2 separate regions of the Sus scrofa genome follow, and region 1 is linked to region 2. A link is a contact called in public HiChIP or PLAC-seq data. All regions are on one chromosome and are shown on one strand. Each heading gives the region's core, a stretch centred on a gene start, on an enhancer-like site or on the middle of the called end of the contact. The rest is flanking DNA. Distances are from core to core; before and after follow the strand shown.

Region 1 (2,700 bases), core at 19-2,518, 900 kb before region 2:
TACATGTTACCCAGTTACACATACATGTATAAGGCTTCCTTCCAAATAGAATATTTTCTATTAATCTCTATTAAGTAACAAATGGTTTAAATCAACTATTTAAATTTCCAATTCATTCCCCAATAAAGACTTTATAAACAGAGATGTAGACAGGAAAGCATTTGAAACAGGAATAAGCTTTTTAGCGAACATTCTTCAGAAACCCAGGGACAAACTTACTAATCATAATATATAAAATATATCCTCAAGTTATAGTCTATTTCTAAAAAGTTTCTCTAAATCTTACTTAAACCATTTAAATATATCCTAATGACTTTATAAAGATTCATTTACCAAAATGAAACCTACTGCCAAACCATGCACAGTAATTCCCTGGAAGAGCACATAAAATACAGAAGCAAAGGGAGTTAAAAACTAATCACACATACCCATATGAGGAGAACCAACTGACAGATGATGGTAATTGGCTAATTACAAGAATAGTTACACTTGATAAAGCAAATCATCCTTTCTCAGACTTAATTTAATGTATTTTTTTAAAAATGGTATCACCAAGTTACCTCAATTCCCAATGAAATACAGGAATTAAATTATAGTACCCAGCCTACAGTTGTCAGCTTCTGAGGCTAAAATAAACTATTAACACAGACTGTAACATAACTTTGTTTCCCGAGTCATGCATGGCTTCCTTTCTGCTCCTGCAGCACTTTATACATTGCTCTCCTCACTTTTCATTACAAGTACCTAAATCCTGCAAAAAGGGTACCATTATCACCATGTAATAGCTGAGGAAACAGGCTTAGGATGGCTAAATGACTTAATCAAAATCATCATTAAACCCTGATTTCAAACTCGCATTGTCCGACTGCAAAGCTCTTCTGTACTGCCTCACAGGTAGAGAGGGAGGAAGGGCTACATAAATCAAACCTAAATAACTGGACCAACTGCAGTTTCTTCTGTAATTGCTTTGGAGGTAGCAAAAATAGATGTATCACATCTGACAAACCAAATGTGGAGGACATGTATCTGGGGGTGGAGGTGTGGAGTTCTGCTTAGTACCTGAATTCCCTCATACAGTTAGGAAATAGACCACTTTATAAGTCTCCACAGAAGGCAGAGCCCCCCAGTCTCTATATAGAAACTAACAAGCTATATGGTCCTTCTTCCTATCACCCCTGCAGCATGGACATGGGTGCTTAATCTATGCTCTGCCAACAAGACATTCCCATCAGACTCTAAATTAAGAGCTAGAGACAGTAAGAAGTCGAGATGGCAAAGGTCAGATTTTGGCAGCAGGCAGCAATAGCAACGTTAAGTTTCCAAGGGCAATAGTAGCAGCTATGCAGTAGCCGAATTTAGTCTTCAGCAATTCAAGGCTGCACTACTGTCACCGGACTGGTTTTATGCCACGATTTTAGAAATGTCTTTTCTGTTACTTTGTCTTCTTTGTTCCTGACTCTTTAAAGCTTCAGCCTTCCCAGCAATTTGGTAAGCTAATCAATATGCTTTCAGTAAATACCTTCTTTACTTGAATCAGTTACAATTGCCTTCTGTTGCCTACAATTAAAAACCCAGACTGAGGCATTTAATAATTAAATAAATAATGCTGAACAATTATACTTTATCAAATCTTTTTACCTTAGTATTGACTGCTGTTTCATATACTTTGCCCTCATGTCTTATGCAAAAGTTACTTTATACATGATGGTATATTATTGCTCTAATAATAACAACAAAAACTTCATATTAGGTTTCTTTATGTTTTTCAAAAGCAATACAAAGACACAAATATAATACAATCATCTAAGGGTGATTTTCACTGAGGCTCAGAGTTAAGATTTATTAAGAATTCTTACCTGTCAGGAATACCTAGCCTCTTGACACTTCTATAAACAGAAAGAGTATTTGCAACATGCCGATAATTAAACCAGAACCGGGATGTACACACCTAAAATGTTAAAACAAACATATTGTTTTTAGGAATCAAAATAAGCTATAAAGTTACAGAACTGTCTCTTTTTTAGTAGGATACAGAGACGCCTAAGAAAAAGAAAATATCATAATTCAGGCCTAGACACAACAAAGCACATAAAGAATTGTTAATAAAACCAATCTCTCTAGGGAGAGGGCTTTCACAACTCATCTTAAGTGAAAAAAAAAAAATTCAGCTGAAGAGAAAACAAATCTTTGGGTAATTTAATCAAATACTGAACCAACTTAGTTATTCTCAATTTATGTGTTTCTATAATGTTCCAATTTCTAAAATGTTAAATTCTTCAGAACCAAAGACAGTGCCCATTATCTTTTCACAGAATAGAAAAGAAAATTAGCTACATTGGGTTATATAATATTCCTTTCACTCTGGATTGCTTCCTCCTTTTAGTTGTGAAAAATGTAAGATAGAGACTAAAACATAGCATAGAAAACAGTTTTAAATGCACAAAAGAGAATGCATTATAAAAAAGCTGGGAACTGAGTACAAAACTAGAAATGATTCCAGGAGGCTTATACTTAAATAGAAAAGAAAGAAAGAAAATGAAAAGAAACTGGAGCTCCTGCTGTGGCACAGTGGGTTAAAAATCCAAATGCAACAGCTCAGGTCACTGCTGAGGCACAGGTTTGATCCCTAGCCCAGAGCAGCAGGATAAAGGATCTGGAAGCATTGCTGCAGCTGCAGAGATTCAATCCCTGTCCCAGGAA
Region 2 (2,700 bases), core at 123-2,622:
TTCTAAAGTCCCTCTCTTGTCCTCTTGTATCCAGCTCTCGGACATGGCTGTGTCCACGTGTGCCCCCTTGATGATGGGTACGCCAGGCCATCTCGGGCCCCATGGGAGCAGAGTCAGACCTTGTTCTGAGCAGAGGCAGAATGCCCAGCCTCCCCACTGTCCCCCTGTTAGTTGGGGATCGAAGCTACGTTGCCTGCGCTCCACCTAAAGATGGGGCCTTGGCTGGTATCGGTCCTCTTTCCCTGGGGCGCAGGGTGGGACTGGAGGCTGATGCCCTGCTGCCATCTTCATTTCCCCTTGTCTCTACTGACCTTCACCATGAAGCAGGGACTGGGGGTTGGTCTGTTTCTTGAAAATGCCAATTAGAATAGGGTATAAATGGAATTCCCGTTGTGGCTCAGCAGTCATGCACCTGACTAGTATCCATGAGGATGCAGGTTCCATCCCTGGCCTTGCTCAGTGGTTAAAGATCCGGCATTGCCATGAGCTGTGGTGGAGGTTGCAAGATGCGGCTTGGATCATCTGTGGCTGTGGCTGTGGCTGGCATCTGCTGCTCTGACTCGACCCCTAGCCTGGGAACTACCATATGCTGCAGGTGCGGCCCTAGAAAGACCAAAAAATAAAATAAAATAATAAAATAAAAAGGGTATTAGGAGATGCCCCTGTGGCACACTGGGTTAACGATTTGGTGTTGTTTCTGTGGTGGCTTGGGTTGCTGCTGAGGCGCAGGTTCCATCCCTAGCACTGCCACAGCTGCAACTCGGTTTTGATTCCTGGCCTGGGAACTTCCACATGCTGCTGACATGGCTGAAAAAGAAAGGAAGAAAAGTGCGGGGCGGTATTAAAGAATGATAGAGGTGTATATAAACATTTTGTTTTAAAATACGTATACATTGTTTTAAGACTCTTTGGATGTAAAAGGCTCTTTGGGTAGAAGACACAAACTGGAGTTCTACAAAGTTTTTCTTTCTTTTTTTTTTTTTGTAATCAGAACTTTAATGCATATCTATGGGTTCTGTTTCCTAGCTAAAAGCCAGATTTGAGAAATGCTGGATGTTTAAAGATTTTTCCTAATCTTCCAGCATTATCATGTCCACGCCCCCCTGCTTTTTTTTTTGTTGTTGTTGCAACTCACCCTTATGGAGTCTTTCCAAAGCAGTTAACCTAGTTTTCCTAGCAATAATAACTCCTGTTTCACACTTGTTTCATCAGCTCACGTACTTTTAAATTAAATTATGTAATTAGAGTAACAGATAAAATTGCCACAAAAGGGTTTGGGAACAAATGTGACTGCTTCTTGGTGACGTCTGAGCCAGCTGTGGGAGTGTCCTGTGTCCTGAGGACACAGCAGGGGGGGCCCTGAGTCTACTGAGCCCAGCAAGCTCAGGCCAGTTACCAGTGCCTACCGTGTGAACCATATCCCTCTCATCATTCAGCCCCAGGAGAAGCCTCATGCCAATCCATTCATGAGAAGTGACTGATTTAGGGTTTGGCCTGGTTGGTTAGACAAGCTTTGACAGGCCAGCACCCTAAAAGAAGGCCAGATTCAAAACATTTCAAAACATTGAAAACACACAGAACTTTTTTTCCCCCTGTGGGAAAACAGGACCATCCTGCCTGTTTTCATGTACAAACAGGTTGATTTACTTCCCTGAATCAGGATCGTAGAGAAACATGGCTTCTGCTTCTTCCGCCATTGAAAACTGCCTTTCTTAGAAGCTGGGCCAAGCCAGAACTTAAATTTTAACTTCTGTTCTGGTGCCACCAAGTGGTTAGTTTTGAGATAACACTCTGGAGGAGATGACAAACACATGATTAAAAAACAAACACACAATCAGGGAGTTCCCATTGTGGCGCAGTGGAAACAAGCCTGACTGGTATCCATGAGGACACAGGTTCAATGCCTGGCCTCGATCAGTGGGTTAAGGATCCGGCATTGCCGTGAGCTGTGGTGTAGCTCGCAGAAGCAGATCAGATCCCCTATGGCTATGGCTGTGGTGTAGGCCAGCAGCTGTAGCTCCGATTTGACCACTAGCCTGGGAATTTCCATATGCTGCAAGGGTACAGCCCTGAAAAAGCAAGAACAAAATAAAATCGGGGGATTGGCAGAGCACAGAGAATTTTTAGGGCAACAAAATTACTCTGAAGGATATATGTCATTTTCCAAACCCATCCTGTAAACTATGGACTTTAGGGGATAATGATGTTCCTTGCCTTGCAGGTTCATTGATGATAGTGAAAGTACCTCAGTGGTGGGGGTTTTGATGATGGGGCAGCTAATGCAGATGTGGGGGCAGGAGGTGTGTAGATCTCTGTCTTAATTTTGCTGTGAACTTATAACCGCTTTAAAAAATAAAGCCTATTTTGGAGTTCCTGTCATGGCTCAGTGGTTAACGAATCTGACTAGGAACCCTGAGGTTGTGGGTTCGATCTCTGGCCTTGCTCAGGGGGTTAAGGATCTGGTGTTGCCGTGAGCTGTGGTGTAGGTCGCAGACATGGCTCGGATCCCATGTTGCTGTGGCTCTGGTATAGGCCAGTGGCTACAGCTCCGATTGGACCCCTAGCCTGGGAACCTCCATATGCCATGGGAGTGGCCCTAAAAAAGGCAAAAAGACAAAATAAATAAATAAATAAATAAAATAAAGCCTATCTTAAAACATCTTCCACTCCACATTACATTTTCCCTTTTAGCTACTGGTG

The links. HiChIP or PLAC-seq counts read pairs in DNA pulled down with a chosen protein or histone mark.
Region 1: a contact with region 2 is called in an H3K27ac HiChIP or PLAC-seq map of skeletal muscle, with 5 times the contacts expected there. The contact joins two enhancer-like sites. A contact is called at or near these places in 1 of 47 Hi-C or Micro-C datasets (heart right ventricle) and 1 of 2 datasets of contacts at active chromatin or transcription factors (skeletal muscle).

Annotation. Positions count from the first base shown.
Region 1 is chr6:136,064,654-136,067,353 of Sscrofa11.1, reverse strand. It overlaps PIGK (phosphatidylinositol glycan anchor biosynthesis, class K), which reads right to left. Exons shown (of 11, transcript NM_001032358.1): 3 at 1,857-1,948. Among named protein-coding and RNA genes, the nearest start is that of PIGK, 8.0 kb to the right of the region's middle. Within about 2 kb of position 1,268, at least 1 of the 83 cell types and tissues checked has an H3K27ac peak or open chromatin away from gene starts, as enhancers often do. A contact at or near this core is called in skeletal muscle, where this site is marked.
Region 2 is chr6:135,161,528-135,164,227 of Sscrofa11.1, reverse strand. All of the region lies in intron 3 of GIPC2 (PDZ domain-containing protein GIPC2), which reads left to right. Among named protein-coding and RNA genes, the nearest start is that of GIPC2, 55 kb to the left of the region's middle. Within about 2 kb of position 1,372, at least 37 of the 83 cell types and tissues checked have an H3K27ac peak or open chromatin away from gene starts, as enhancers often do. A contact at or near this core is called in skeletal muscle, where this site is marked.